Regions from separate parts of the Sus scrofa genome. Here all the other regions are linked to region 1. A link is a contact called in public Hi-C, HiChIP or PLAC-seq and promoter capture Hi-C data. All regions are on one chromosome and are shown on one strand. The core of a region is the stretch at or near the end of the contact, and the rest is flanking DNA. Distances in the headings are between cores, read along the strand shown. Region 1 holds the start of LETM2 (LETM1 domain-containing protein LETM2, mitochondrial). Region 2 holds the start of PLPBP (proline synthase co-transcribed bacterial homolog protein). Region 3 holds the start of BRF2 (transcription factor IIIB 50 kDa subunit). Region 4 holds the start of EIF4EBP1 (eukaryotic translation initiation factor 4E binding protein 1). Region 5 holds the start of ASH2L (ASH2 like histone lysine methyltransferase complex subunit).

Region 1 (6,322 bases), core at 2,836-5,335:
GCGGCCGGGCCGGGACAGCAGGGTCCTGGTCCGTGGGGTTCGACTCGGTCTCGTACGCCTCTCCGCGGCTACCAGTGGACAGTCCCCCTCCGCCTCCGCCTCCGTCCTGGCCGCCGCCGCCCGCTCCCGCCGCCGCTGCCGCCGCGCACAAAGCCCCCCCACCCAGACTCTCCGGCGCCGCCGCCAAATCCTCAGCGGCTCATTGGCTGCCGGCCGCGGCGCCTGCCGGGAAATGCAGTCCCGGGCTTGGGGCGCAGGAGGAGGAAGGAGGAAGACGCAGGCTTGTCAGCGGGCGAGAGGAGGGGTGGGGGGAGAGCCAGAAACGCGAGCTACTGGGCAGAGTCTAGACGAGAAGTGAGACCGCAGGCGATAAAGGCACAGAGACAGGAAGGCATGATGCGGAGGAAAGTGAAAAACAAAACAAACCTACAAGATAGGAGAGAGACTGGGCCTGTGAGGCAAAATTGTGCCCGTGCGTGTTCTTTGATGCTTATGAAATAACAGCACATGCCAGGCACCAGATGGGACTCCTCAGGGTGACACTGCGATGCCATCTCTAGACGTTTGAAATACCCTACGAACGGGCGCCCGGTTAAAATGACCGGGAAGTGGACAGCGATTTCTATGCCTCCCTGGCTGTCTCCCGCCCGACAGCTGTCGCAGAGGAGCTCGCGGTTCCACCCGGCTCTGCGTCTGGAAGCCGTGGCAGCGGTTCAGACCGGAGTCCGGGGGGACAACCCCTGATGGCAGGCTCCTCGGACTCCTCCCTGGCAGGCCCCGGGCCCCGCAAGCCTTCTTCCTGCTTGCTCTGCTGGCCCAGAGGCTTGTGGGTAACAGGGGAAGGCAGCGCCGCCCGCACCCCGACCCTGAGGGACCTGGCGGGCTCCCGGCCCGTCACGTGCTAGGCCCTCCGCTCCTCGCTGCCAGACCTCGGCTTCGAGGGATGTGAGGGCATTTGTCCTAGACAGAGCTGACGCATGCCAGGATGACAGGAGGGAGCGGGAGTCAAAATTCTCTGTAACCCTATATCCCGCCCCATTTTAGGAAACGCAAGTGAAACAATAGAAGGTCCCGAGTGTGTGACACAGTAAACTAGTCATGCCGGAGCGTGCCGATTTGGTAATATTTCCTGGGGCCTGGTGATAATGACTTAGGACGTTGCAGCTCAGAGATAGGAACGTACAAAGGAACCACAGGCAGAGATCAGAGGAAACCAATATTCCGTTCTGAGAAGAGTAAAATTGATCACCCTAGACGTTATACTCGCCATCGATGTCACAGTGCTGGATCTATTTGGTAACTTTGGGGGCATTTCCTGCAATTTTTATCTTTAAATACCACTTAAACAAGAAATTTAAAGATTCCTACAGATCAGTTATTTTCGTGATTACTAATTATGCATTCGTTCTTTAAAAAACTGTTAATGATACTATTGTTGATATTCATAATTAAGCATTCCCTTACTTTTTTTTTTTTTTTCTCTCTCTCTTTACTGGCAGCCCCTGCAGCATATGGATGTTCCCGGGCCAGGGGTGGAAAGGGAGCTGCAGCTGAGACCTAGCCACAGCCACAACCACAACCACAACCACGGCAACACTGGATACCCTCGGCATCTTTGACCTACGCTAGCATGCAGCACAAGGAAGATACTTAACCCACTAAGGAGACCAGGGATGGAACCCAAACTCTCACAGAAGCAACGTGGGGGTCCCTAAACTGCTGGGGCACAATGGGAACTCCCCCATTACTATTAATCGTTAACTCTTTCTAAACCTATACTTGAGTGGTTCCTATGGTTGTGCTACAAAAGTTAAAGAAATCAATAAAAAGCACATTTTTGTTTGTTTTCAATGTCTTTTTTAACACAGAGATCTCTAAAGGATCTCTGAGCTTATTTCAAGTGTTTGACTCTATCTCCTGGAAAGAGAGGTTAAATTGGTCATTTTTCTTTCCTGTGATCCTTTCTACTGCCATCCTTCTTTCCCACCTTCCTGTATCCTCCTTGCTTTGTTGATAAGCTGTTTCCTTGGTCTGACATCTGGATTTTTCCCCTTGAGGAGACTATGGTAAATTATTTCCAGGGATTTTATTTTAAACTGCTTCTAAAGCTATGCTGACAAGAGTTTAAAATTAAATTTAAGGAAAGTAAATGCATGGTCTCGTCCTGCATAACATATACATTGTTAATAATATTTGATCTGGAGCTGTATTTAGGGGACTGGCCATTAAAAATAATAATTTAAATTTTTAGTGTCTTAAGAGGTTCAGATCATGCTTTCTCCATAGAAAGTGAGAAAAGCTTCCCCCCGCCTCCGGTCACACCTTGCATATGGAATTTCCTAGGCTAAGGGTGGAATCACAGCTGCAGCTGAAGGCCTATACTACAGCCATGGCAACGCCAGATCCACAGGTGTAGTTGTGTCTGGACCTACACTGCAGCTCAGGGCAATGATGGATTCTTAACCCACTGAGTAGGGCCAGGGATTGAACCCAAATCCTCATGGATACTAATCGGGTTTATTACTGCTGAGCCACATTGGGAGCTCTGCAGTTTCTTAAGACAGTAATCTAATACAATTCTCAGGGCTCAGCTTAGGGAGGAAAAAAAAGTTTTTCTCTTCTGAAGATTATATTCAAAAACTCATTACATGATAAATCACTTATCCTGAAAGTCAAAAAAATCACCAGGACTGATAACAAGAGAAGGCAACATTGCTTTGAACTAATGGATTTCAATAAGAAAGACTCTTTATTTTTTCCTTTTTGTCTTTTTAGGGCCACACTGGCGGCATATGTAGGTTCCCAGGCTGGGGTCTAATCAGAGGTACAGCTGCCATCCTACACCACAGCCACAGTGACACCAGATCCCAGCTAGATTTGTGACCTACACCACAGCTCATAGCAACACCAGATCCTTAATCTGCTGAGTGAGGCCAGGGATTGAACACACAACCTCATGGTTCCTAGTCAGATTCGTTTCTGCTGTGCCACGATGGAAACTCCCAAAAAGTAAGATTCTTAACCTTTCTCCTTTTAAAATAGGATTGCTGACATATGGCCATGGTAGAAAATCTAGCTCATCTTTCAAATACTGGGCTTGGAATTATTCATCTGGTTTATGAATACTTAATGATTTTCACTGTGTCTGGTTGTAAATGAATACAATGCATGAATAAGAATATTTCCCGGTATAAAATGTCTCCCAGGGATCTGAGAGGAATATTTTTGCATCTTTTATGATCTTTTCCAGAAAAGTACATATACATGATAGTGCAGTGATTAATTTATGAAATTAATGTGAAAATTATACCTACCTAGCCTTTTAGAGCTCAAAATTTACCATTGGGAATTTTCAAAGAAAGAAAGGTAAGGAGACCAAAGCTTTGTAAATAGATGTGTTAATTCTGGTAAACACAGAAGGTGAAGCCTCTGTGTGGAAAGTTGGGCATCAGACGTGCACAAAGGGCCCTCTAGTGGCCAAACTGTAAAGTTTGGCCTATTTAACATAGTCGATACTTTTGGTCATTAGCTGAAAAATGCTTTGTGGATTAAAAGCTGTCTGTATCATACTTTCCCTTAAAAAAAAAAAAAAAAAAAGCTGTCTGCATTTTTAAATGTGCAGCCCAGATGAGTAAAGTCTGTGGTCAGGCACATATTAAGAGAAATATTCTCCGTGTGAAAGCAATTCCTTGCTGTCTGGTGTTAAAGTAGACCACCAAAAATTTTTTTTCCTCCTAGAGCCAGATGAAATGGATAAGTAGAGATAATTGGGGGGCGAGAACATTTTTAGATCTTTTCCTTTTCCAGAAGGCCCAGTTACCCATCCTAAGAACTGAAGTGCTATGTTACTGCACGGCTACTATATATACTTTTTCTTTTTTACATGTTATTTTGAGATTTCTACAGAAACTACTGATCATAATAACTTAGAACATTTATAAAGAAATTTTTAGTGGAATTCAGACTTCCATACGAAGACTTCACAGCACTCCAGTTTGGGGCCCTGAAGATAGGAGAGGGATGTTTTTCTTAACCATTCCCGCCCTTTCTGCCACTCCCTCTCCCCACTTCTTTCCCTGCCGCCCACCCCTCCCCGCAGTTGCGGAGTTGGAAGGTGGGGTGAATATAGCAAAGTGATGTAATTCGTACTCCGAGATTGTTACCATGGCGACTATCAGACATATTATGCTATCGATAGGGTAAAAGCTTCTTTAATCCGGCCTCCAAGGAAGGGTTTTGGAGGTGGGAGTCCACAGCCTACAAAATGTGGACAAGACCGTTGAGCGCGCCCGCCCTCCGCCCAGCATAGACACTCCTTAAACTAAACCCAGTAAAGGAGTCCTTTGGCGGGTGGAACCAGACCTTGCGGTCCCCTGGGATGCCTACGCGAAGGACGACCTCGCGCCCCAGAATCTCAGAGCTCATTGGTGGGTGGTGTCGTCACTCAGAGTGACGTAACGGATGAGGAAAGAGGTGGAGCCATAGATAGGGCTTCGGGCCCTTCTAGCTGGGGCAGCTGGGGGAGGAGGGGAATTGGGAAGGCACTGGAGGACTGAGGCAGCCGTTCCCGGGAGCCGGCCGGAGGAGGTAGGGTGGGCGGGTCAAGTCCTTAAGCTGTTGCTTGGTGGACCGCGCCTGCCTGTTTTCCTCCAGAGCCCACTCCCTCCACATCCTGCTCCTCCCATCAGCGCTCTGATTTTCCCGACAGTTTCCAGTCCCCACCCAGCGCTCTCCTCAGCCCCTGACCTCGGCTCTCCGCCCCCGCCCCCAACTTTCCATCCCTGCTCTTTCCGTGCTTCGCTTCCTCGTTATCTTACGTACCCTGCGCCCGGCTTCTCCTCGCCTTCCTTCCAAAAAGCAGGATTGCCAAGGCCAGTGCCTGCACCACCCCCGATCCAAAAAACAAAGACCCCCCCCCCAACCTCCGACCCCACCACAGCAAACACAGTCCACTAACGCACAACGCGCACAAAAGCCATCGGCTGGGAAAGCGTAGGGAGCGTTCTGCCCCGACGTCGTCGAGAATCGGAGGCAAAGGTAACCGGGAGAGCCCGGGATCCGGGCGAGAGGGCGCCGCGGCGAGAAGGCGCAGGTGGGCCTGGCCTCCCGGCCCCGCCCCGATTCTGCCCCAACCCCGCCCCGGCTCTCCCGGGAAGTGGTTGCATTCGGTCCTGGCTGAGAGTGCCCCCGGCCGAAACTAGATTAACCGCCGGATGGGGTCTGGTCTCTCTCCAGCAGGAGACCACCCGCCCTTAGTCTGGGTTCAGATATTTCAAGGTATTATTTAAATTGTTCAAAATGTCAGCTCTGTGGATGAGATTTCCCTCCTGGAGAGACTTGTACTCCTTTCCCAGCTTCAGGAAAACGGGCTGACGCTGTGAGATACTAAAGTTCTTTCTCCATCCTATGGCTGAAAAGCGCCATAGTATGGACAAAGATTTTGGTAAAGCTTATTTAAAGGTCGGTTTGGGCTCTTTGGAGAATCACTAGCTCAGGACACCTGTTCATCTCCATTCAAATTCTTAGTAGGTACTATGTATATTTTCAATATTATGAAAACGAGTACTTTCGGCAGCTATCGAGTACTGGCGGCAGCTTGGCCAGGTGGGGGAAAAAACTACTGAAAACAAACCCAGGCTGTTTACTGTCTACCTGTATTTTTAAGCTACAAATAAGTGTGTCTTGATTAGCTTCTTCAACAGTTGGCAGACATTCAAGTGAATTATTGAGTGCTATTGACCAGATATCAAAATGTCTTTGAAGACCCTATCATCACCAGCATCATCATATTAGAGATCATTTCTATTTGTGGAGGTCTTAAAGTCCCATTCTCAAATTCGTGATTATAGGAAATGAACTTGAGGGAGATTTGACACCTTGAATAGAATATGCAGAGTTTCTACCCTTGCGATAGTTAAAAACATTTAAATCCTACTCTCTGTATAATCGATGTTTTTAAAGTACTGAATTGTTTACTTACTCCTTCTGCCTAGATCCCTATGTTAACTCATCGAGACAAATATAACTATGGCCTTCTACAGTTATAAAACAGTCTTAGCTATTGCTGGAGCAAGGTAAGCCTTGGAATTAACCCCTCCCTGATTTTTTTTTTCTTCTTTTTGGGCCACACACTCAGCATGGAAGTTCCCAGGCTAGGGGTTGAATCAGAGTTGTAGCTGCTGGCCTACACCACAGCCACAGCAACATGGGCTCTGAGCCACATCTGCAACCTACACCACAGCTCATGGCAACACCAATCCCCAACTCACTGAGGGAGGCCAGAGAACGAATCCACATCCTCATGGATACTAGTCAGATTCGT
Region 2 (6,322 bases), core at 2,428-4,927, 500 kb before region 1:
TGACTGCAGTGGCTCCTGTTGCTGCTGAAGTGTGGGTTTGATCCCTGGCCGAGTGCAGTGAGTTAAGGATCCAGTACTGCCGCAGCTGCAGCATAGGTCATAGCTGCAACTCGGATTTGATCCCTGGCCCAGGAACTTCCATGTGTTATGGGTGCGGCCAAAAAAAAAAAAAAAAAAAATTGCATCATGGTCGGCCAAATATTCTTTAGCTCCTCAGAGACCAAAGAAGAGGAAATTGGCTTGCAGAATACAACATTTTAAAATAGTTTACTTATGACTAAGATTGGCTAAACTTTGAAATAGGGTGAAGTTGTTATCAACAAATAGAAGTTCAGGGATTAGCACAGATGACATTTTCTTCTCTGATGATCTTCAGAAATTGGGGGATTCCATGCTGTTTGGGGTGGTTTAAATGTCACTCTTTTTATGTGAAAGATCAGATGATCTCCAAAGTTCCTCCCCAGGCTTAGTGTTCTAGAATCTGTGTTGACATTTCAAAAGCCAACCGTGACATGTTTGCTAAGGCATTGCTGTCATGGATCTCTACCTGAATTAATTTTAACTGAGATGCAGGCATTATTTTTCCATTTCTCTTCAGAGCCAAGTAACCAAGCAACAGTAATTTTCCATTATTTTATCTTTTTAATCCCCCCACAAGAATCACAGAAAACTCAGAAGGAAATAATTTTAAAATCCATAAATGTTTTTCTCATAATTTGGGGCCTTAGACTACAGAGGTAAAGGTTTTAAGTTTGACGGCATTAAATGATAAGTATACTAGATTTTTATAAAATTGTTTATAAAATCGGTTCCCCTGGGTATTTGGCTTTCTAATCTCTTTTCCCCTTTGTCCTTGCAAACTGTTGGAACAATTTTAAGTCAATTACCAGTGATGAGGTGATTTGGGACTTTTATTTTTCAAGGATTAGGTAGTAGGGAAGGGTGAAAGTTTAAATCAGATGGTTGACATCCCAGGAAGGGGAGGAGAAGAAACTAAAAAAGAAAATAAAGAGGAAAAAACATAATAAAATTAATTCAAAAGCACAGCTAAGAGAGTTCCCGTTGTGACTAGTTAACCCGACTAGTTAACCGTGAGGATGCAGTTAGATCCCTGGCCTCCCTCAGTGAGTTAAGGATCCAGTGTTGGAGTTCCCGTCATGGCTCAGTGGTTAACGAATCCAACTGGGAACCATGAGGTGGTGGGTTCGATCCCTGGGCCTTGTTCAGTGGGTTCAGGATCTGGGTTGCCATGAGCTGTGGTGTAGGTCGCAGACATGACTCAGACCCCAAGTTGCTGTGGCTCTGGCATAGGCTGGCAGCTACAGCTCCGATTAGACCCCTAGCCTGGGAACCTCCAAATGCCACGAATGCGGCTCTAGAAAAGACAAAAAAAAAAAAAAAAAAAAAAAAGGATCCAGTGTAGCTGTGAGCTGTGGTGTAGGTCACAGACGTGCAGATGTGGCTTGGACCTGGCATTACTGTGGGTGTGGTGTAGGCCTGAAGCTGCAGCTCTGATTCCTGATTCAACCCCTAGCCTGGGAACTTCCATATCCCAAGGAAGGAAGGGAAGGAGGGAGAGAGGAAGAAAAGAAAGGAAGAAAGAAAAGACAACCTCGAGAAAAAACTTTAGCTCTTTTCCCACCATAAGAGCATCTCATTCATTAAGTAGAATTACTGTGTGAGAACCAACAGTACAGACAAGAGTACTTTCCTTAACAAAATCAATCTCTACTTGTCCACAGCACCTACCATTTCACCATCTGACTATTAAACCTCGGGTTTTACTATGTTAACCTTTGTATTGTTTGGCTCCTCCCATTTGTGATTTTCATATTGCCCAGAGCAGGTTACACAGGAAACTCAAGAATTGGGCTCTGTGCCAAGCTCAGGCTGGACTAAAGCTGCCTGTGCTGGCCTCCTAGAAAGCAGCACTTGCCACCAGGTGGGGTACTGACCAGCTGCAATGCCGCCAGTCCCAAATGAGGAAAAGTCCAAACTACACACTGGGTTACAATTTTTAAAAACTCAAATATGGAGTTCCTGTTGTGGCTCAGTGGTAACGAATCCGACTAGCATCCATGAAGATACAGATTCAATCCCTGGCCTCCCTCAATGGGTCAGGGATCCTGCGTTGCCGTGAGCAGTGGTGTAGGTCACAGACTCAGCTCAGATCCTGCTTGGCTGTGGCTGTGGCTGTGGCTGTGGCTGGCAGCTGTAGCTCCCATTAGAGCCCTAGCCTGGGAACTTCCATATGCCACCGGTGCAGCCCTAAAAAGCCAAACAAAACAAAACAAACCAACAAAAACCACCTCAACTGGAGTTCCCATAGTGGCAAAGCGGAAAGGAATCCGACTGGGAACCATGAGATTATGGGTTAGATCATTGGCCTCGCTCCGTGGGTTAAGGATCAGGCGTTGCCATGAGCTGTGGTGTAGTTTGCAGATGCAGCTTGGATCTGGCGTTGCTGTGGCTCTGGCATAGGCTGGCAGCTACAGGTCAGATTAGACTCCTAGCCTGGGAACCTCCATATGCCACCAGTGCAGCCCTATAAAGACAAAAAGACAACAAACCTCAACTATCTCATTAACTTTTTCTATTGGTTATGTTTAAACTTTACTTTGGGTATATTGGGCTATAGAAAATGTATTCAGGGAGTTCCCATCGTGGCGCAGTGGTTAACGAATCCGACTAGGAACCATGAGGTTGCGGGTTCGGTCCCTGCCCTTGCTCAGTGGGTTAACGATCCGCCGTTGCCGTGAGCTGTGGTGTAGGTTGCAGACGCGGCTCGGATCCTGCGTTGCTGTGGCTCTGGTGTAGGCCAGCGGCTACAGCTCCGATTAGACCCCTAGCCTGGGAACCTCCATATGCCGCGGGAGCGGCCCAAAGAAATAGCAAAAAGACAAAAAAAAAAAAAAAAAAAAAGTATTCATTAATTTTTCTTAACTTTCTGTGCCTATTAGAAAATTTTATTTATTTTTGTTTTTTGTCCTTTTAGGGCCGCACCCACTGGCATGCGGAGGTTCCCACGCTGGGGGATCTAATCCGAGCTGTTGCTGCTGGCTTACACCACGGCAACACCAGATCCAAGCCGTGTCTGGGACCTACACCACAGCTCAAGGCAACACCAGATCCTTAACCCACTGAGCGAGGCCAGGGATCGAACCGAAACCTCATGGTTCCCAGTCGGATTCGTTTCCACTGCACCACGATGGGAACTCCTAGAAAATTTTAAATTACATGTTCGGATCACATCATATTTCTATTGGGCACTGATCTAAAGGATAACCAGAGGAAAATAATTCGGTACATTGGGATCCTACCATGTTCTTCAGAAACAATTTTCTTTTATATATTTTTAAATATTTATTTTTGGCCACACCCGCGGCCTGTAGAAGTGACTGGCCAGGCACCAAACTTGGCCACAGCTGTAACCGGAGCCACAGCAATGACAAAGCGGGATCATTAACCCGCTGAGCCAGGAGGGAACTCTTTTTCTATGCCTTCTCCTCTCCCCAAAATCATCTGAGATAAAAGCCGTTATCTCCCACAACTGGGAAGAGGACCTAAGGGACCTCTCCTGCCCCCTTCTGTCCCTCAACTGCGTCTGCGGGCTACGGCTAGGTGGAAAGCCCCGCCCTCCGGCAACCCCGGAAGTACGTCACAGCCCCTCCGCACCCGAGTGCCCCGCCCCGCCTCGCGGCGACCTCCCCAAGATGGCACACCTAGGGCGGGGCCGCCCCTCCCGCCCCTCCCCATACTGACGATTGGCTGAGACGAAGACGGGCAACACGGAGACGTGAGCTGGGCGGGACCGGAAGGGGATTTAGCCTCGGGTGCCCGGGTACGGGGCTGGAAGTCGGTTCTGTGGAATGTGGAAGGCTGGCAGCATGTCGGCGGAGCTGGGAATCGGTTTCGCTCTGCGGGCAGTGAATGAGCGCGTGCAGCAGGCGGTGGCGCGACGGCCGCGGGTAAGAAAAGGGACCTCGTGGGGACGGTGGGCGGCCGCTTGGAGGAGATGAGACGCCTGCGTGGGAATGGGTCGTCACGGTGACGCAGAGGGGTCTCCCCGCAGGAGCGAGAGCTGGCCGCCGCCTTGGCTTTGGCACGGGTTGCCGAGACCCCAGGAGGCTGGTAAAAGGATTCCTCAGCATCTGTCAGGTTTTCTGGAGGTTGGCTTAGTTGGAGCAAAAGGTATCGCTACCCCGGGAAAATGACTGATCTCCAGGCATCGCGACCATTTACCCATCTGGCTTTGTGTCGGGATCAGCCGCCTTGGCAGAGGGGAGAGGGATCAGGCCTGCACCCAGAGGCTGCAGAAGGGGATGTCCACTGCAGGAGTACCCAAAGGAGGCCAGATCTGCCGAGATCACGTGTGTGGCAGCGTCCCAGATAGTAGATGCACAGTAAATGTCAGTTCCACCCGAAAACGAAGGAAAGGGTGGATTGGCCGTACTTGGGTGACACTAGAGCTGCACTTGTGCGTTTGGGGCAGGAGGGAACTAGACATCCATTCCCAAGCAGTTTAAGATGAGATTTTTTTCCCCCTTATATATAGTTGGTATCTTGGAACTTACTTAAAGGTTACCATCTGCCCCTCCTCAGTGCAAGTTTAAGCTGAAAGGTGTGGTGTGAGACATATTTGAATAGAGAGATCAAAGTTTTCTCTGATTAAGCATTTAGTGTCAGAGCTCAGCTGGCCTGGAGACAGAAGACCTGTATTAGTATAGCTTTTTCTGGGCTGTTAATTAGGTATTATTTTAAACAAGTCAGTTAGTTACTCTAGCCCTGAATTTCCTCCTTCCGGCATTAATGATCCTCCAAGAAAAAGCTAAGCTAGAGATTCCCCTAAGAAATATCGCCCTGGGGAGTTCTCCCAACATAACTTACGCAGATGGGCTACCTGTTCCACTTTTTTTCCCTAAAGACTGTTACCTCATAATTCTAGGAAACATGACACAGTCTCATAAAAAGTCAGCAGTGCAGCCCTCAGAAGGAAGGGGAAACTCTGTTAATTGATCTTACTCTTCAGACCCTTTGAGAACATTGATTCTGTAAAAGTTCCGGAGGGTGATGGGGTAATGAAAATGAAGCCATGTGAGGACAGATGAATCTCTTCTCTGTGTGGATTTGGTTGCAGCAGAATTCAGGGAAGCCCCGCTCTTTACATAATGGCCGTGAGAAGGGGGTCGGATAAACCTTATCCTGAGTCCAGAGTCTTCTGTGTCTTTGCATCAGTTTGGCCCCTGGTTCTTGATTAGACTGAACAATTACACTGTAACACAGCAAGATCAATGGCATCTCTGGAGCATTGCGACAAAAGTTCAATCCCTGACCCAGCACAGTGAGTTAGGGATCAGCAGCAGCTAAGATCTGATCCCTGGCCTGGGAACTCCATATGCCATGGGGCAGCCAAAAAAGGAAGGAAAAAAACTACAGTAACCCTAAGGGCGTCGCTTTTGAGAGTGCACGTGGGCAATATTAATAATTACCCCAGGACCAGAGTGTAATTAACCTTGGGGTTAGCCAGATGTTCATCTTGGGGTTTCAGAAGCCAAAAGTGGCCTCCCTTCCTAACAGAGATGCCTTCCCTTAATGAAGTGCTTCTTAAACCACCCACCTTGGTATGCAAGAGTATTGTCTGATAAAGTTTGTTTGAAAGGAGTTTGTTTGAAAGGAGATTCAAAGACTACACCCTGAGATTCAGATTCAGCAGATCTGGAGGGGGACCCAGGTGTTAACTGATGCCATTGGTCAAAGACCACACTTTAAGGAACCACTGCTTTTACTTACCTGCCCAGCTCTCCTGAGAGAGAAGTCTTTTGCTTAATATTCAGTAGCTAAGCACATTAGATTTCAATACAAGCATACAGAAGACTTTTCGTCAACATCATTTGCTACTCATCTTCCCGCAGTGTTAGAAAATAGATCCCCTAGTGCCCATTGTGGCTTAGCGGGTTAAGAACCTGAAGTAGTCTCCCTGAGGATGCAGATTGATTCCTGGCCTTGCTCAGTGGGTTAAGGATCTGATGTTGCTGCCAGTTGTGATGTAGGTCATGGATGCAGCTCGGATCTGGCATTGCCGCGGCTGTGGTGTAGGCCGGCAGCTGCAGCTCTGATTCGACCCCTAGTGCGGGAACTTCCATATGCCACAGATACAGTCATTAAAGAAAAGGAAAAAGAATAGTGGATCTTACACAATGCCAAGTTAAAGATCTGTGCAATCAATTCTCCAGGCTATCCTATAGGACTTACTGGGATCTTATTCCCAAATGCTCACTCATCTTGGCTCTCTCCCTCTTGGCAGGAACTCCCCGCCATCCAG
Region 3 (6,322 bases), core at 1,208-3,707, 440 kb before region 1:
CGTGTCCTCAAATGTTGGTGGTAGCTGCAGAACTCGACAGAGGTCTCTCACTCGGCGGAGACCTAGGAAAACCCATAGCAGGAGTTAGTCCCAACAATAAAGAATGATCTTTAAAAGGATGATATACCACAACCAAGTGGGATTTATCCCAGGGATACAAGGATTTTTCAATATCCACAAGTCAACAAATGTGACACACCAAAATGAACCATAGAAACCATATGGTCATCTCAATAGATACAGAAAAAGTGTTTTATAAAATTCAACATCCATTTACAGTAAAAACTCTCCAGAGTGTGGGCATAGAGGGAACATATCTCAACATAAGGAAGACCACATATGACAAACACAGAGCTAACATCACATTCAACGATGTAAAGCTGAAAGCCTTTCCTCTAAGATCACGAACAAGACAAGGATGCCCACCCTCACCATTTTTATTCAACAGAGTTTTGGAAGATCTAACCAGAGCAATCGGAGGAGGAACAGAAACAATAGGAATCCAAACTAGAAAAAGAGTTCCCGTCATGGCTCAGTGGTTAACAAATCCCATATCCATGAGGACGCCGGTTCGATCCCTGGCCTCACTCAGTGGGTTAAGGATCCAGCGTTGCTGTGAGCTGTGGTATAGGTCGCAGACGTGGCTTGGATCTCACATTGCTGTTGTTCTGGTGTAGGCCAGAGGCTACAGCTCTGATTCAACCCCTAGCATGGGACCCTCCATTTGCCATGGATATGGCCCTAAAAAGACAAAAGAAAAAAAAATAAAATTATATTAAAAATTAAAAAAAAAAAAGCGGAAAAGAAGCAGTAAAACTGTCACTGTCTGCAGATGGCATGATATTCTACATAAAGGGGTCAAAGGAGCCATCATGCAGCTCCCAGCAATTTCTGGTAAACCTGCCTCAGATATGAGATGCACAAATAACAAACCTTTCTATAATGACAACAGCGACACTTAGTGAGGACATTTGGGAGGCACAAAGTCACTTATAGAAAGAAGTCACATTTCAGTGCCCCATCTTTTGGAGGCTGGTTTGATTTGTGGCCAAGCCAAAGTTTGCATCTGAGCTCCTTAGTCTACCTCAAACAAATCCCCAAGCAAACCTGAATCTTCCACCTAATTGCTACCTCTCTTAGAACCATCTCCTCGCTCCCTTCCTTTCTTTTTTTTTGCCATGCCCGTGACATGTGGAAGTTCCTGGGCCAGGGATCGAACCCATGCGACAGCAGCAACCCAAGTCATAGCAGGACAACACCAGATCCTTAACCAACTGAGCCACCAGGAAACCCTATCATCCTTTATTTTTAATTACCATTCTCTTCAACTCAGCCTTACACAGTAATGCTGAAAACAGGAAAGATAAGTAGATGGGCTGGACCATCAGGAGAGTTTTCTTTAAAGCACTATGTCATAAAAGGTTTATTCTCACCTCGTTGCTGGCTGCGACTAACTTGTTCATTTTCCCCTGTGCTTCGGGAATATGTTACTTCTGTAAGATAATGGGCAACAAATAGCTTGTTTAGCCTCCACGTGCCACACCCTTGCCCTCCCACCACACAAAACCCAGGAGCCAAACCAGGACGCATCCACTTCTTGTCCCATCTTTGCACATTAAAGGTCCATCTGATTTTCTATGACCACAAACAGTACCCAATACAAAGAAATTTAGGAAGATTAGGACTGCACTAAAGCAGCTCCAAGTGTTCCAGCCATCTCTCTTGTACATCCAATTCAGGCAATTTTCCTGACTGAATATTCTGAGGGTTGCATTGGTCACAGACTTGAAGAGCAGAGAGGGAAGAAAAAAAAAAAAAAAAAAAGATGCTTTTGCCAATTAGTGCTCAAAACTACTTTGCGGTAATAGTATTTTCTGTATTCGTAAAGAATTGATCCGCAATCCTTCCACCATGCCCAGACTAGGTAAATTGAGTGCAGCTTTCTCTCTTGATTTCATTTATTCAGCGTTTATTAATACCAAATACCTTGCTAGAAAAACACAGATAAACCGCAGTCCCTGAGCTTCTACAGCTCACTCGTTCACTTTAGGCCATTTTCTCCCGTGCATGTGACCAGGAAAAGGCAGGAGATAAGAATCTCGACGTCAATCACTCCACTGCCCCCAGGCTGTTATCCATTGCCCTGGAAAAGCCCGCAAGGTACCTCGGAGGTTGCCCTCATCACTGAAGGTGGTCGTAAGGACTCCCTCGGTGACCACACAGCCGCAGTCGGAGCACACCAGCTGGCTCTGCGAATAGTGTGAGTCTTCCACCAGCTCAGTGGAGCCGCAATCGGGGCAGCGGCCTCTTCCCGGCATCTTACAACCCGTCCAGAGCCGAGGAAGCCTTCGGGTAACCGCCCCTAACGTCGACAACAGCAACAGTGTTGCAAACAGGAAGTAGGAGCGGAGCTTTCTAAGGCCTGCACCACCTCCTTCCGGCCAGCGTGACAGCCGTACTATGGGTAGTTCCTCCTCGGCCACGCCCCACTTCCGGTCCTTTCCTCTGAGGACTCGGGTAGAAATGTGAGCCAGGAGACGGGGGTTCCTGCTGGACTGCGTCTTCGGGTTCTCCGCAAACTGTAGTTAGTTTGAGGTGGGCTAGACTAGCAGTTGCATTTGGGTGAGCTTTTTACATGCATGGATACGCATAATATACAAGAAAATTGTTGCCATCCACAAAGAACTCTTTTTTCTAAAGCGCTAGGGGAATCGTAGATGCTCCATTTCCCTTTGGTAAGGAACGTTGATTTGGGCCATGGTACAAAGTTTGTGTCTAAAAGGGAGAGTGGTCTAGTGAGAGGGCAGGGAACTGTGTTCCTTCCAGAGCGCCTTCACCTCGAGCCAGTTGTCTCTTCTCTTTGCAGTCCATTTTTCTCAACTGTGGAATAAAGGAGTTGAATTAAAATCCAGAGTGGCACCCTCAAATGCCTTCAGAGGCTAGGCAAAGAATGTCTAAAGGAGTTGGAGAGAAAGAATATGGGGTGGTGAGGCCTTTGGCAATCTGGAGGGTTCAAGCAGATGCGGATGTTTTTAAAACCTTGAGCTTTAAGATGCTCCAAGATTCTAGCTCCAAAGTTCCTAGCATGGTATATAGCACAGATCAAAGAATCTTGAGGAAAACTGTGCCGCTAGCAGTGTTATAGAAACCAAGCTTACCAATTAGAGATTTTGTATGTCATGTTTGAGCATAAATTAAAAGTCATCAAAGAGGTATTTTCTTTTTCTTTCTTTCTTTCTTTCTTTCTTTCTTTCTTTCTTTCTTTCTTTCTTTCTTTCTTTCTTCCTTCCTTCCTTCCTTCTTCCTTCCTTCCTTCCTTCCTTCCTTCCTTCCTTTTGTCTTTTTATGGTCCTACTCACAGCATATGGAAGTTCCCAGGCTAGGGGTTGAATTGGAGCTGTAGCTGCTGGCTTACACCACAGCAACACCAAACCCGAGCTGCCTCTGCAACCTATACCATAGCTCAAGGCAACACCAGATCCTTAACCCATTGAACAAGGCCAGGGATTGAACCTGCGTCCCCATGGATACTAGTCAGGTTTGTTACCACTGAGCCACAGTGGGAACTCCCAAACTATTACATTTAGAATGGATAAGCAATGAGGTCCTGCTGTATAGCTCAGGGACTTATATCCAATCACTTGTGATAGAACATGATAGAAGATAATATGAGAAAAAGAATGTGTATGCATGTATAACTGGGTCACTTTGCTGTACAGCAGAAATTGACAGAACATTGCAAGTCAACTATAATTAAAATGTTTTTAAATAAATAAATATCCGACTGCAGCAGCTTGAGTCGCTGAAGAGGTGCAGGTTCAATTTCTGGCCTAGTGAGTGGGTTAAATGGCTCGGTATTACACAGCTATGGCATAAGTCCCAGTTGTGGTTCAGATTCAGTCCCTGGCCCAGGAACTTCCACATGCTGCAGGTGCAGCCATAAAATTTTAAAAATACAAATAAAAATAAAAACCAACCAGGAGTTCCTGTTATGGCTCAGTGGTCATGCACCAGACTAGTATTTGTGAAGATGTAGGTTCAATCCCTAGCCTTGCTCAGTGGATTAAGGATCCGAGCTGTGGTATAGGTCAAAGATGCAGCTCAGATTGGGTATTGCTGTGGCCGTAGCGTAGGCTGGCAGGTGTAGCTCTGATTCGACCCCTAGCCTGAGAACTTCCGTATGCCATGGGTAGGGCTCTAAAAAGCAAAAACAAAAAACAAACAAACCAAACCAGGAGTTCCCTGGTGACCTAGCAGTTAAGGAATTTGGTGTTGTCACTGCTGTGGTTTGGGTCACTGCTGTGACGTGGGTTCAATCCCTCACCCAGAAACTTCTACATGCCATGGGCTTGGCCAAAAAAAATAAAAAGAGAGGAGTTCCCGTCGTGGCCCAGTGGTTAACGAATCCGACTAGGAACCATGAGGTTGCGGGTTCAATCCCTGGCCTTGCTCAGTGGGTTAAGGATCCGGCGTTGCCATGAGCTGTGGTGTAGGTTGCAGATGCGGCTCGGATCCGGCATTGCTGTGACTGTGGTGTAGGCTGGCGGCTACAGCTCCGATTAGACCCCTAGCCTGGGAACCTCCATATGCCGCGGGAGCGGCCCTAGAAATGGCCAAAAAGACCAAAAAAAAATAAATAAATAAAAATAAAAAAATAAAATAAAAAGAGAGAGAGAATTAGGAGTCTATCTGTTCAGTTCCAAAACCCATGTTCTTTATGCCATATTGGTTAGAACTGAGGTCTGAGATATAGAAGACTAATGGCATTTGCCCATTTCTGCAAAAGCTATTTATGGAGTGCCCACTATGTGCCAATGTACAGGCACTGTTTCAGGCCCTGGCGAAAGAGCCGTGAGCAAAGCAAAGCCCCGACTTTTGGAGCTGATCTTCTAGCGGATGCAACACGCTTTTAGGGATGGGTGTGGCCAAAATAAACAAACCAAACCAAACAAAAACACCGTCTGAAAGTGGGAGTACCTGTTGTGGCTCAGCAGGTTAAGAACTGACACTGTCCTTGAGGGTGTAGTTTTGATCCCTGGCCTTGCTCAGTGGGTTAAATATCCAGCATCATTCCCTTCTTTTCCATAGTCAGTCTCTCTCCCTGATTGCCACATCTAAGGACCCCATCTCTTCCCCAAGAGAATGCTTTCTTAGAGCATGAGCACCACTCTCCTTTTAGAGGCGTCCAACAGGACCTCAGGGCCTGATCACACTGGAGGATGGGCCCCTCCCCCAAGCAAGGGATACAATTGTTCCTGACAGTGCATTCCCTGACACTAAAATTACTTGCTCTAGCCCCACCCCATATGTGAGCTTCCGCACACTGGTCTGGGATGGTGTGTACCCCAAGTCCCCTCTTTTCTGGAGGTATGACACACTTCTGGCTGTCCAGCAGATCAATGTTGAGACACGCTTTCATGCTACCACACACAGCTCTGAGAGACAACCCTTAATTTTAGCCTGTAGGGTCCACATCCTTATTTTGGGGGGCAAGTGTAGTTTTTTGTTTGGTTGGTTTTGTTTGTTTTGTTGTGTTTGCTTTTTAGGGCTGCACTCAAGCATATGTAGTTCCCAGGCTAGGGATTGAATCAGAGCTACAGCTGCTGGTCTATGTTACAGCCACAGCAACATGGGATCTGAGTGGTGTGTGTGACCTACACCATAGCTCACAGTAACACTGGATCCTTAACCCACTGATGAGGCCAGGGATCAAACCCGTGTCCTCATGGATAACCTGGGTCAGGCTCATTACCACTGAGCCACAATGAGCATTTCCTGTTTTTGTTTGTTTTCTTTCTTCTTCTTTTTTTTTTTTTTTTTTTTTTTTTTTTGTCTTTCTGCCTTTTCTAGGGCCACACCTGCGGCATATGGAGGTTCCCAGACTAAGGGTTGAATTGGAGCTGTAGCCACTGGCCTATGCCAGAGCCATAGCAACACAGGATCTGAGCCGCGTCTGCGACCTACACCACAGCTCACGGCAACACCAGATTCTTAACCCACTGAGGTTGCCTTGCAACCTCATGGTTCCTAGTCAGATTTGTTAACCACTGAGCCACGACGGGAACTCTGCACTTCCTGTTTTTGTTTTGCCACCCCTTGTCATATGGAGTTCCCAGGCCAGGGATCGGATTGAATCTGAAATGGAACTGCGACCTACACCAGAGCTGTGGCAATACCAGGTCCTTAACGCATTGTGCCAGGCCAGGGAATGAACCTGTGTTCCTGCTGCTGCAGAGACATCATCCATCCTGTTGTACTACAGTGGGAACCCCAGGGAGTAGCTTTTTTTTTTTTTTTTTTTTGTCTTTTTGCCTTTTCTAGG
Region 4 (6,322 bases), core at 1,958-4,457, 310 kb before region 1:
AATTGGAGCTGCAGCTGCTGGCCTACACCACAGCTCACGGCAACACTGGATCCTTAACCCACTGAGCAAGGCCAGGGATCAAACCCCATTCTCATGGATACTAGTTAGGTTCGTTACCACTGAGCCATGATGGGAACTCCAAGAATATATTTTTAAAAATAATGTATATATAACGTATAACTGAATCACCTTTTTGTACAGCAGAAATTAACACAACATTGTAAATCAACTATACTTCAATTTAAAAAATTTTTTTTAATTTTGTGAAAAGGTGAGCGTGTGAGTAAACCCACAGTCCCTGCCCTATAAGAGCTGATATTTAATTACAAGACTTGATGCGAATGCCTCCTGCTCTGTCCCTGCTCCATAACGAGGCGGAAATTGCCATAGGTGAAATGTCTGGCCAGGAAACAGAATTCAGGAGGGAGTCTGTCAAAGACCATACCCCTCGGCCCAGGCTAGTGATCCTCCTGTACCCATGAGGGGCCCCAGGTCTAGCCAGCCCCCACCTTTGGCTCCCCTGCAGCCTTCAGACTTGCTTTGCCTCTGTGCAGCCCTCCGTTCAGAGGTCATGGTGAATGTGAAGTGTTCTAAACTGCCCTTTCCCTAGAATTTCAGCTCTAACCAAACAATCAGGTCTGACAACAGAATAAATCTTTTCAAAACAGTCCTACCAAGGAGGTGTGGTGGATGGGCCACTTTGTTTCCTTATGTGGTGAAAAAAGGGCTGGCTAGGGAAGGAGGCAAGACTGGGTCCTAGTCCTATCTCAGGCATTTTCCAGCTGTGTGATCTTGGGCAAACCGCTGTTCCTCCTGGGCTTCTGGGGTTTTTTTGTTTTGTTTTGTTTTTCAGTAAGATGGAGGTAAGTATTGTCCTGGATGACCAGTAATGTACGTGGCCAGAGCCAAAATTGGATGATTCTACAGTCTATAAATTTCTTACAGTACTGCCGAAAAGGTAAAGAGAAGCAGATGAAATTAAATTTTAATGATAGATTTTACTTAACCCAATATACACAAAATATTACTTCATCGTATAATTGGTACAAAACAAGTTATTGAAATATTTTATGTTTTTTTCCACACTAAGTCTTTGAAATCTGGTATGTACTTTACACTTGTGATTGTGGACTAACTACACTCCAAGCGCTCAGTGGCCGTGGCTACCATGCCGGACAGCATAGGCCTACAATTTAGCTCAGGAATGACCAAATCTAACCGGTCTCTCTATCTCCAGCCTCACCCTCCAGTAGTCCATTCTCAAAATCTATGGCTAAGAGTTACCTCTCTTAAAGATAATCACCCCCCTGCTTAAAAGATCTCTCTCTGATAGCTACCGCCTTGGATGACCAAGTCTAAACACCCTGGCCTGATTTAAAAGCTTTTTCACAAGTCAGCTCTATTTCCCTTTTCTTTCTTTGTTTTAAGGGCCACAAGTTCCCAGGCTAGGGGTGGAATTGGAGCTGCAGCTGCTAGCCTACGCCATAGCCACAGCAATCTGGTGTCAGGGATTGAACCTGCATCCTCATGGATATTAGTCGGGTTCCTTACCGATGAGCCACAACAGGAACTCCTCTTTCTTTTTTCTTTTTCTTTTTTTTTTATTTTTACGGCTGCACTTCCTGGCATATAGAGGTTCCCAGGTTAGGGGTTGAATGGGAGCTACAGCCACTGTAATGCCAGATCCCAGTCGAGTCTGCGACCTACACCACAACTCATGGCAATGTCACATCCTTAACCCACTGAGCGAGCCCAGGGATAGAATTAACAACCTCATGGTTCCTCTTCAGATTCATTTCCCCTGTGCCACAAGGGGAGCTCGAGGGAACTCCGGACACTCCTCTTTCTTTCTTTCTTCTCTCTCTCTCCTTCCTTCCTCCTTCCCTCCCTCCTTCCTTTCTTCCTTCCTTCCTCCATCCTTTCTTTCTTTCCTGCCACCCAGCATGTGGAAGTTCCCAGGCAAGGGATGGAACCGGTACCACAACAGTGACCTGAGTCACTGCTACGGTGACAATGCCTGACCCTTAACCACTTCTGCCAAAAGGGAATTCCCTGGATTTCTCTTTTAAACTTTTCTCTCTCTACTCTTCCCGGATGTGGCCACCACAGGTTTTTTTGTCCTCCACTTGAATATTCCTTCGTTTGTTCCTGCGTTCATTTAAAGAGCTCCTGCCAGGGGAGTTCAAGTGAGTTCAGGCGAGTTCCCGTCGTGGCACAGTGGTTAACGAATCTGACTAGGAACCATGAGGTTGAGGGTTCGATCCCTGGCCTTGCTCAGTGGGTTAAGGATCCGGCGCTGCCGTGAGCTGTGGTGTAGGTTGTAGACGCAGCTCGGATCTCGCGTTGCTATGGCTGTGGTGTAGGCCGGTGGCTACAGCTCCGATTAGACCCCTAGCCTGGGAACCTCCATGTGCCGCGGGAGCGGCCCAAGAAAATGGCGAAAAGATTAAAAAAATAAATAATAAATAATAATAAAGAGCTCCTGCCAAACTTCGGGCAGCGTGGGGGTCAGGATCCACTGACCCAACTCAAAGGGCTGCAAATAACCTTCTTTGACCAATATTTCCCCACCACCACCGACGTCCACTCCCTCCCAGCCTCCTCGCTCCGGGTTTAGCCCTCATCACCCAGCTTGATGTTTTGTCCCCAGATCCTAATTCTACATTTCTTCCACGACTGCCACATCGTGAATGTTCAATAAATTGATGAATGACCAACCAATCCTCGCTTTCTCATCTGAGGAAATAGAGCACGGAACACGGAAGGCTTTCGGAGGCAGGGGACCTTCTCGCCTGATGTCCCAGTGTTGCAGCTAGCCTTTCCAGAGTGGGCTGGGTCCGCTGGGACCCCAGCGCAGTCCGAGCTAGAAAGGCATTAACACAGGCAAGCCTCGGAATCTTCCTTCCCATCCACCGGTTCCTGCCCGCGTGGCTCTCGGGGACCCGAAGGGATTAGCGGCGGGGCAGCTAGGAGGCGGAAAGGAATAGGGGAGCGGCGCTAGCAACTACGCTCAGGAGCCCGTCTGTGGGGTGCCCGGGACCCAGCGCGGAAGAGGACTCCTGTGCCCGCAGCCCCCGGGCGGTGGGCGGGGCGGCAGCGCAGCGGGAACTACAAATCCCAGGGGGTGGCAGCCCAGGCGGCGGAAGGGGCGGTCTCGGGCGGGGCGGGCCCGAGCGAGGCAGAGCGAGGCCAGAGGGGCGCCAGGGCCACGCTCTGGGTCCGGGCTCCTCGCGCGGGAGACCATGTCCAGCGGCAGCAGCTGCAGCCAGACCCCAAGCCGGGCAATCCCCACCACTCGCCGGGTGGTCCTCGGCGATGGCGTGCAGCTGCCGCCCGGGGACTACAGCACCACTCCCGGCGGCACGCTCTTCAGCACCACCCCAGGAGGTAGGCGCGGGCCCGGGGGCGCCGCTCGGGGTCTCTGGGTGCGGACGCTGGGAAGGACTGACTGGCCAGGGGGAGGGATAGGGAACTCCAGTTGGACGGGGCGACAGGGCTTCGGGGCGTGGTGACTGGAAAGAACGGATAAGGGGCACGAGGGTGGCTGTGAGGGGCACGGAGGTGGCCACCTGGAACGACAGGGGGGCGCGGGGGGCGCCTTCCATTGCCTGCCCTAGGGGTGCGTGCTCCAGAGCCGCGGCTGCAAATGCCACCTTATAGCTCCTTCTTTCTGGGAGAGACAGCTGATTCCCCCCGCCAAAAACAAGCGCTCGCTTCCAGGACTGCCATAGGCCGAGGTGTGCTGCCCCTTGTGGGTGTTGGGGGCTGTTCTGAGGCTGAATAGGGTGGGGTCAGGTTGGCCTCCCAACCACGGAGAGGGCTGGCCTGAGGTTTTTAGGGGTCGGGATGGGCGCTCTCTGTTGGGGTGAATGGCTCTTGGCAGAGACCGTTTTCCTTCCCGGGGCACCCCCAGCTTTGGAGCCTCGGCGGCTTCTGGAACAAATTGCCCTTTTAGGCTTGAGGATCTCCGCGAAGGAACCCGGGGCCGCGGGCAACGCTGTGCAGAAAAACACGTTCTTCTCTCCGGGGGGGAGGGGGGCCGTGTGACCTCCCAGAGAGTTGATGAGGAAGAGGAAGCTGAGCTGGCGCGGGGCGGGGGCAGCCTTGGGCTGCGCTCGGGAGCCTGGCATTCCCTGCCAGCTCCGGAGCCCTGGCGTATGGGCGCTGATGAAACCTGCCGGCGCGTTTGCATGATGAAATCCTCGTGGCTCACCACTTCTCTTTCGTTCTCGCACTGCGCTCACCCGTTTCTGCCCTTCTTCCCTCCCCTACACCCGCTTCCACCGCTGCTTCCCAAACTACTCGAAAAACTCCACCGATCCTGGCGCTTCGCTGAGAAACACGGGTGCGGGCGGCCGCGGGCGGAGCTGCAGCCTAGCCGCCTGCCAGCGTCGGGGCCACATGCTTATTTTCTCAAGCAGCTGTCCCACCACCAGCGAGCGCAGCCAGATCCGAGCCCTGGGCTGTTTGATCCAAAACACACAACGTTAGAACTTTTAAGGATCTTAGATGTTCTTGTGCAACCGAGCTGCCTTATAGGCCAGAACTGGCACCCAGGCCCCAATTTGGAAAAACGTGTCCACTGTCCCATGTCATACCATTTTCCCACATTGAACAAGAAATAGCAGCCAAGCATAGAGGGGAGAAATTCTGTCTCGTCTATTAAAAATGATTCAAGGACAAATGCCCAGCGATCCTATTTGCCACTCTTGACTCAAATTGTCTGTCCAAGCTAGACCTTATGTAGTCTGTGCTGTTCTGCTTTTTCTGTGTCTCTTGGGACCTATTTGGACAATTTGGGGGCTCCTTCAAGTGAGAGTGTGAACCCCTGCTTGATCTGTTCAGGGTGGGCACTCAGGCAGCCTGATGGCTCAGGTAGCCCTGTTTTGTACCTTTGTTGCTAGGTGGGGGTGGATCAAATTGGGACCAATAGCCAGGGGTGCTGTTTACAGGGAACTCCCACCCACTTCTCACTTTGGACTGGGGAATGGGAGTTGGGGGCAGACCTCAGCCACCCTCCCTCCTTTTGAAGATCTCTGGTTGAGAAAGAGGGAAAGGCGCTTCTGCATCGGTAGCTTCATTTTGGCAGCCAACTGGAAGGAAGCCAGCAGTGCCCGGAGCCTGAAGCCAGCTTTTTTCTTGTCTGAGATGTCCAGCTGGGGAGGCACAGCCCATAGTCCATAATCCGGAGAACCCAGGCTTGCCTCTGCCTCAGCCAAAGTGTGGGGTCTAACTCCAAAGCCCACTTCAGCCCACCCCTTTGCCCTGCCCATAGAGGAACTTGACCTCATGAAAAAAGGTCATTCCTACCCCGCTTCTGCTTCCATCTGGGGTGCTGTTTCTCAGTCTTCAATGTGCATGTGAATGACCTGGGGCCTCATTTCATAGCAGATTCTGATTCTTCAGTTGAGGGGGTAAGGCCTGAGATCCAGCATTTCTAACTAGCTCCCAGCCATTGGTGTAAGTACCAAGCTCTGAGTACTCAGGAGTGAGTGACGAATATGACAACCCTCACCCTTTCAGACCTCTGGGGTTTGACACAAAGTGATGCTTCTATTCAGGTAAATTCTTGAGGTTGGACTTAGCATTCTTCTTTACAGAAGGGTCTGCAGATCCAGGTTTTTGACAGAGGGTGGGGGTGTGTCAAGAGCTTTTTGGAGGAGTTCCTTGGTGGCTCAGCATGTTAAGGATCCAGCATTGTCACTGCTGTGGCTCAGGTCACTGCTGTGGCTTGGCTTCAATCCCTAGCCCGGAAACTTCTGCAAAGAAAAGGCCAAAAAAAAAGCTTTTGGAGTGAGTGTCCACTGGTCACTCTTGCTAGAAAGGGCACTGCAGTGTTTGTCCCTAGAGGAAAAGGAGAGCAAATTATTTGAACCATCTCCATTCCTCTGAGTTCAGTTTGCTTTTCATGGTCATTTACCCTCCCTAGGCTGAGCCCCTGATCTGAAGTTAGGTGGTCTGGAGAACTTGAGAGAAAGTGACCTAAGGGAGTGTCACAGGTGAATATTTGAGTCTGTGGGGTCTTAAAAATCTCCAGTAACACCATAAACCAGCAGAACCTTTGAGTGGGTCAGAAATTTTCCTCCACCCTTCCCCCACCAACTACCATGTTCCCAGTCTCTTACTGGGCATTCGACCCCAAGGCTACCGGGGTTGTTGTTTGGGTCATACCTAAGCCCCGTACCTGGCTAAGGTTAATCAGAGGTAAGCAGGTAGGATTACAGGTGTCCCTAGCACCCTGTTCAGTTAGACAAATAGAGCCTGTGCCCAGGAAGCTTACCTGAGGCAGCTCCCAGGTCTGGCTGCTGTACAGACAGTGCCG
Region 5 (6,322 bases), core at 2,391-4,890, 290 kb before region 1:
ATGGCTTAGACCAAAAATGATTTAAGTCAAGAAAGCCATACCTGGTTCTTTTCTCCAGGGACCCTAACCCCAACCCTATCTGCTTACATGGGACAAATTACTTTGTGTGGCTTAGTCCATTAATGTGTGAAGCTTTAAAAAATGTGTTCTTTTTTTTCTGATTCTAAATCTAATTCATAGAAAAATCTAAAATGTGGGAAGAGTAGAAAGTTTCTCTAATCACAGAAACTACAATTGTGGGAAGAGTAGAAAATTTCTGTAATCACCTCCAATTCCTCAGAGATAGCCACTGATAAAAGTCTAGTGAGCATAATTCCAGATTTTTCTTTGTGTATACCAACAAATACACAGAATTATGATCATGGTATAATACTGTTTTTTTTTTTTATTTTATACTCCTTTTTTATTCTCAAGTCCGGAAATTCCATCAGTCAAAAAAAAAATTGCTTCTTGGAGTTCTTTTGTGGTACAGTGGGTTAAGGATTCTGGCATTGCCACCGCAGCAGCTTGGGTTGCTGCTATGGTGTGGGTTCAGTCCCTGGTTTGGGAACTTTCACATGCGTTGGCACGCCCTGCCCCCCCGCTGCCCCCCTAAGAAAAGGGGAAAAAAAAATCCCCTCAGCACAAAACAGAATTGCCCAGACTCAAAATATCCCTCCCTAATATATATACATATATATATATATATATATATATTTTTTTTTTTTGGTCTTTTTAGGGCTGCATCTGCAGCATATGGAGGTTCCCAGACTAGGGGTCCAATCAGAGCTATAGCTGCCAGCCTACGCCACACCCACAGCAACTTGGGATCTGAGCTGTGTCTGCAACCCACACCACAGCTCACGGCAACGATGGATCCTTAACCCACTGAGCGAGACCAGGGATGGAATCCACAACCTAATGGATGCTAGTCGGGTTTGTTAACTGCTGAGCCATCATGGGAGCTACCCCCTCCCTAATATTTATTATAATGTCTATTTTATTTATTTTAGGGCCACACCTGCAGCATATACAAGTTCCTGGGCTTGGGGGTCTATTCAGAGCTGTAGTTGCTGGTCTACACTGGAGCTTGTGGCAATGCCGGATCCTTAACCCACTGAGTGAACTCGCATCCTCACGGTCTCTGTGTAGGGTTCTCAGCCTGCTGAGCCATAACGGGAATTCCCTGTGGTGGCAATTTTAACATATGGCCACAAAATCTTGGATACTCCTTCCTTTAGGAGGTAGAACTTGAATTTCCCAGTCACTTGAATGTATGGCCTAGACTTGGTGACTGCTTTTAGAATAGAATGTGGAAAATGAAAATAGTAATTTTTACAGTGGAAAAACTGGCAGATATCACATTAACCAAGTGGTCAAGGCTGGTGAAACAGTTTTATACATCCTTAGGGACCAGAGATTGAAAATATTGGCAAAATGGTAGTTGATGGAGCAACTTTCTGAAGAAAGTGGGTGGAAGGGCTGAATCAGCTAGTGGAGACAGAGAAGCTATACCCGATGGTAGGAAGGGAATCCGTCTCTCCAGACTAGAGGAAAGAAGAGGGATGGAATAAGATGCCATTTGTAAGGGGAACAGGAGACCCAGAGAAAATATTGGTGGCTGAGCCTCCACATCTGCTGTGTGACTTCAATTCCTAGCTTCCGTGATCTTCAACATATGTGTATCACAGCAAAGATAAGTGGGAACATTTCATCTGAGCTTTCAGTTTTGTCTCACAGGTAAAAAAGTAAGGGCCAGGATTAGAGACAATAAAGATGCTATAAAGAGGGCAGTTCAGATGATTAACTGTGGCACCTGAGAAAGCAGAGGGAGAGGAAAAACTGGAGGAATACAGTGTCCAAAGTCTGGAGGAGAAGGCAGGAACTAAAATGGTAAGAGCTTGGGGTGAGGGAAGAGAATATTTGAGAGTCAAGATTTTAGGGAAATTCCCCAAAAAGTTCACCTGTGGATAAAAGTAGGCAAGGCTAATAGGACCAGTGGGAAGCAATTGGGAAATCAAAATATCTACATATTTTCAATTGCTCTGGTGTTTGATGTTCCAGAGTGTATACCCTGGAACAATACAGCATAGTAAGACTGGGCTTCAGCATTGGAGAGAGGTATACGTTTCTTTGGTAAAATGGAAAAAGGTGTATTAGGCAACTAGAAATTCTCATACTAAGTGAAATTAAGTCAGAAAGATAAATACACTTGTGATATCACCTACATGTGTAATCTAAAATGTGGCACAAGTGAACCTATCTACAGAATTAAAACACTCAAACTAGGAGAACAGATTTGCAGTTGCCAAGGAGGAGGGAGTGGGATGGACTGGGAGTTTAGAGTTAGTAGATGAAAACTATTACATTTAGAATGGATAAGCAATAAGGTCCTGCCGTACAACACAGGGAACTTTATTCAATCTCTTATGATAGACCATAATGGAAGATAATATGAGGAAATACATATGTATGACTGGGTCACTTTGCTATACAGCAGAAATGGACACACTGTAAATCGACTATAATAAAATTAAAAAAAATAGGAGTTCCCATTGTGGTGCAGTGAAAATAAAGCCTACTAGTATCTGAGGACGCCGGCTCAGTCTCTGGTCTCACTCAGTGGGTGGGGGATCCAGCGTTTGGTGTAAGTCTGTAGGTCGCAGACGCAGCTCAGATCCTGCTTTGCTCTGGCTGTGGCAGAGGCCGGCAGCTGTAGCTCCCATTTCACCCCTAGCCTGACAACTCAATATGCTGCACCAGAAGCCCTAAAAGGCAAAACAAACAACCCAACAAGCAGAAAATAAAGGTGTATTAAGATATAAACAATGACTTCCTGAAAACTGTCCTGGCCCTAATACTTCCAGGAGTTTGTATTCTCAAGCTTGGGGACCATGGCTCCGAATGCTTCCACTTACTCCAATGATCTCATCTACCTGCATTGTTGTTGACTGCTCAGGTTCTTACCTTTAGTCCACACCTGTTCCTTTCTCTAAAGACCAAGCTTCTCTAAACTCTCAAGTCCTCCAGCACTCGGGCTTCATCTTCCTTCTCTCACAGTATTAAGGAGCTTGCAGCTTCTAGAACACACACTGCGTTCCACCTCTTCGCCTGGAGACTCCATTCACATCCCCTCCCCAGCACTCGCCTGTGTAGCTGGGGCTCTGGATTCAGCCTGTCTAGGCTTCCATCTCTAGACATCACCTGGAAACCCGCTCAAAGTGGCAGATCACTAGGGCAGTACAACTAACTACTTCGGGGCGGGAAGACGTTTCCCACATTTTAACCGTGAAGAACGTTTGCACTGCACACCACAGCGTTCAAAGTCCCTAGGCTGCCAGCGCTCTCAAAGGCGCATCAATCACACGGTAGCTTCCTTTCTTAGAACCGAAAAGGGGCAGCGCCCACCCTGGAAATAAAGTGCATCGTAGACGAAATCCCAGTGGTCAACACGCCTCCTCCGCCCAACACCTGGCGGGGTGTGTCGGTGGCTTAGGAGCCCCGAGGTCCCGCCCATCTCTGCCTGCCCGCCGATCTTAAAGCGGGCTGGGAGAGCGCCTTCCCTAGGCAGGCGGTGGACCCACAGAAAGCCTTTACTATTTGAGGGTTAGAGGGCAGATCAGCAACTCGCGCGAGACCCACATAGTAATCTCGCGAGAAGTCTGGAAGGCGGCAGGGATGGCGGCGGCGGGAACTGGACCCGGCCCGGGAGTGGGTGCAGGAACCGGCCCAACAGCGGCCGTAAATGCAACACCGGCAGAAGAAGGGGAGACGAAGCCGGTAGCAGCGGTAGCAGCCGCTCCGGCTGGCGAGGGGACGTCTGTTACTCCAGCCGCGGAGCCAGTGTCGGGAGAGGCGGAAAGCGGGTGAGACGTCCTGCGGCCCGAGGAGCACAGGGGGAGGGAGACCCGCCCCTCTCGGAATCCCGCGGCTCCTGGGAGCCCTCCTGTCCGCCCCCACCGAACCTAGGCCTTGCGGCCAACGGCTCCCCCTGTCCGCTCTGGGACCTTAGTCCCGCCCGCCATTTGACCCGTCCCTTCTGAACTGCATCTCAGACTACGCCCCTTTCCTCACCTTTCGAGCCAGGTTTCTTGTACCTCCCGGCCCTAGCACCCCGGCAGGGGCCTGGTAATTCACTGTAATAGCCGGAACCCTTCACAAATCCCGGAGAGGAAACCACTTTTGCATTGCCAGACTGGAGGAAGTAATGGTCCTTCTGAAAACTGTGATGAAGAGCTGCATCTCTACGAACCTCCCCCAGGACCGATTCCACTCCGTGTAGAATTTCTGTAGGGATCGATTAGGTTTCCCTGTGCCCGGTGGGCTTGCGTCCAACTTGGCCACATTCTTCCCAACCCTGGGCATCCAGTCTGAGAACAAGCTTGGCTGAAAAAGGTGTAGGACTGTGAAATTCAGCTGTAGTTGAATCAACATCTTTGGGAGTAGGCGTTTTTGGGTTTGTTTCTCTTGAAAATTCAGTGCTTGAGTGCTTTCCTTATCTCAACAGGGATGCAAACTCGGTTGATGTAAGTGGTGGCTTGGAGACGGAATCCTCTAATGGAAAAGATACACTAGTAAGTATTTGTTTTGGCACGTTTGCAGGGCAAAACAGTTGGTTTTTATTTTTTACTTAAAAATTTTTTTTTTCATTTTAAGGCCACAGCTGCGGCATATAGAAGTTCGCAGGCTAGGGGTCAAATCAGAGCTACAGCTGCCAGCCTATGACACAGCCACAGCAACGCAAGATCCAAGCTGTGTCGGTGACCTACACCACAGCTCATAGCAACGTGGGATCCTTAACTCACAGAGCGGGGCCAGGGATCGAACCCACATCCTCACAGATACTATTCGGGTTTTTACCGCTGAACCAGAATGGGAACTCCCATTGTGGAAGTTGGTTTTTTGAAGTTTTCAAGCAAATCAAAATACCATTAGGTTAGTTAACTTGATTCTGTAATGGCTCTGCGGACACAGGAAGGTGCTGGGGATACTTCAGAGGTGATGGATACTCAGGCGGGCTCCGTGGATGAAGAGAATGGCCGGCAATTGGGAGAGGTGGAGCTACAGTGTGGAATATGTACAAAGTGGTTCACAGCAGACACGTTCGGCATAGATACCTCGTGAGTATTTCTTACAGTCTTTGTAAAAATTGCTTTGTAAGATGCTAGATTTCGACCTGTTCAGCACCTGAATGGTTTGTTTGTGGGCAAATGTAAATGCGTAGTATTTCCTTTGTCACCTGAACCCTGTTAAGTGAATACTTGGGTTTGAGTCAGGAACTGCTTTAAACTCTGAGCATGTTTTCTGTCTACTGAAGGCATAGCAATTTTTTGTTTTGGTTTCTTTCGTTCTTTTTTGGCCTCTCCCACAGCATGTGGGATGTGGAAGATCCCTGGTCAGGGTTCGAACCCAAGCCATAGCAGCAACATGAGCCGCTGCAGTGACACTGCCAAATCCTTAACCCTCTTCGCCACGAGGAATTCCTTTTGGTTTCCAATTCCTTCCCTTTAGGTGTCTTAAATTCTCTCCTCAGCAAAAACCAGTTTCCAAATCTTTGACCCGTTCTAGTGAATTAAAATCATTTTTATGGATGCTAGAGAATGAAAGTCTCTTTTCCTCATTTGAGGGATTTAGTCACCTACCATCAATATGAGCATTACTGAGTCTGTGGAAATAACTGTACTGCTGGCTCTCTCGATGGTGTCTTTTTTTTTTTTTTTCTTTTTTGGCATATGGAGTTCCCAGACCAGGAGTCACATCCAAGCCACAGTTGCATCCTAAGTTCCAACCTATGCTTTCTAAGTAAAAAGTTAAAGAAATGCTAATGTTTTCATTAACATGTGACTGGTTACCAGAGATAGGCTGCTTAAAAAAGAAAGAAAAATTCTGAAGAATCAGAAAGAAAGAATTTATCTTGGTAGGAAGATCTATAGGGAAAATATACAAGCTAAGCAAAGCTGGTCAGTTAGAAAAGACCTACAATAAGGCCACTTTGGCCATAGAGAATTTGTTTGGATAAACAGGGCCTAGGAAAGGAATTTTACCACAGCAATAACTTGGAGCAATCCAGAGAAGTGATCAAAGCACAGTTCAGAGTGTTGGTAGAGACCAGTTGGTACCTGAATTTAAGAAGTTTCACCTAAAGCCCGCCAGGTGGGAGAGATTAGCCTTTATTGCTGAGATGGAAGGAGTGAGTGAGCTAGCTGGGTATGGAAAAGGCCACTGTAAACACCTGATTGTGTTTGAATTGAGTATTAACTATATACCTGCCTATCTGTAGTCTGAGGCTTTGCCTTCTGTTAGTGAGCTTATCACAATGGGTATTTAACAGAAAGGGGTTCTA

The links. Promoter capture Hi-C pulls out the DNA fragments that hold promoters and counts their contacts. A called contact is a pair of places that touch in the nucleus more often than the background predicts. HiChIP or PLAC-seq counts read pairs in DNA pulled down with a chosen protein or histone mark.
Region 2: a contact with region 1 is called in a Hi-C map of heart right ventricle, with 3 times the contacts expected there. The contact joins the promoter of PLPBP here to the promoter of LETM2 in region 1. A contact is called at or near these places in 1 of 5 promoter capture datasets (fetal liver), 1 of 47 Hi-C or Micro-C datasets (heart right ventricle) and 1 of 2 datasets of contacts at active chromatin or transcription factors (alveolar macrophages).
Region 3: a contact with region 1 is called in a Hi-C map of embryonic fibroblasts, with 2.8 times the contacts expected there. The contact joins the promoter of BRF2 here to the promoter of LETM2 in region 1. A contact is called at or near these places in 1 of 47 Hi-C or Micro-C datasets (embryonic fibroblasts) and 1 of 2 datasets of contacts at active chromatin or transcription factors (alveolar macrophages).
Region 4: an H3K27ac HiChIP or PLAC-seq map of alveolar macrophages shows a contact between it and region 1. The contact joins the promoter of EIF4EBP1 here to the promoter of LETM2 in region 1. A contact is called at or near these places in 2 of 5 promoter capture datasets (fetal liver and liver), 2 of 47 Hi-C or Micro-C datasets (embryonic fibroblasts and mesenteric adipose tissue) and 2 of 2 datasets of contacts at active chromatin or transcription factors (alveolar macrophages and skeletal muscle).
Region 5: a promoter capture Hi-C map of fetal liver shows a contact between it and region 1, with 2.3 times the contacts expected there. The contact joins the promoter of ASH2L here to the promoter of LETM2 in region 1. A contact is called at or near these places in 1 of 5 promoter capture datasets (fetal liver), 6 of 47 Hi-C or Micro-C datasets (embryonic fibroblasts, heart right ventricle, liver and 2 more) and 2 of 2 datasets of contacts at active chromatin or transcription factors (alveolar macrophages and skeletal muscle).

Annotation. Positions count from the first base shown.
Region 1 is chr15:48,130,189-48,136,510 of Sscrofa11.1, reverse strand. It overlaps LETM2 (LETM1 domain-containing protein LETM2, mitochondrial), which reads left to right and starts at 4,085. Exons shown (of 9, transcript XM_013984075.2): 1 at 4,085-4,587; 2 at 5,994-6,074. The coding sequence starts at 6,028. All of the region lies in intron 1 of NSD3 (histone-lysine N-methyltransferase NSD3), which reads right to left.
Region 2 is chr15:48,633,939-48,640,260 of Sscrofa11.1, reverse strand. It overlaps PLPBP (proline synthase co-transcribed bacterial homolog protein), which reads left to right and starts at 3,677. Exons shown (of 8, transcript XM_003133369.4): 1 at 3,677-3,968; 2 at 6,305-6,322. The coding sequence starts at 3,870.
Region 3 is chr15:48,564,342-48,570,663 of Sscrofa11.1, reverse strand. BRF2 (transcription factor IIIB 50 kDa subunit) reads right to left here and starts at 2,457. Exons shown (of 4, transcript XM_003133367.6): 1 at 2,165-2,457; 2 at 1,434-1,493; 3 at 1-62. The coding sequence starts at 2,318.
Region 4 is chr15:48,440,258-48,446,579 of Sscrofa11.1, reverse strand. EIF4EBP1 (eukaryotic translation initiation factor 4E binding protein 1) reads left to right here and starts at 3,207. Exons shown (of 3, transcript NM_001244225.1): 1 at 3,207-3,387. The coding sequence starts at 3,243.
Region 5 is chr15:48,414,845-48,421,166 of Sscrofa11.1, reverse strand. ASH2L (ASH2 like histone lysine methyltransferase complex subunit) reads left to right here and starts at 3,640. Exons shown (of 16, transcript NM_001243568.1): 1 at 3,640-3,845; 2 at 4,487-4,553; 3 at 4,954-5,099. The coding sequence starts at 3,658.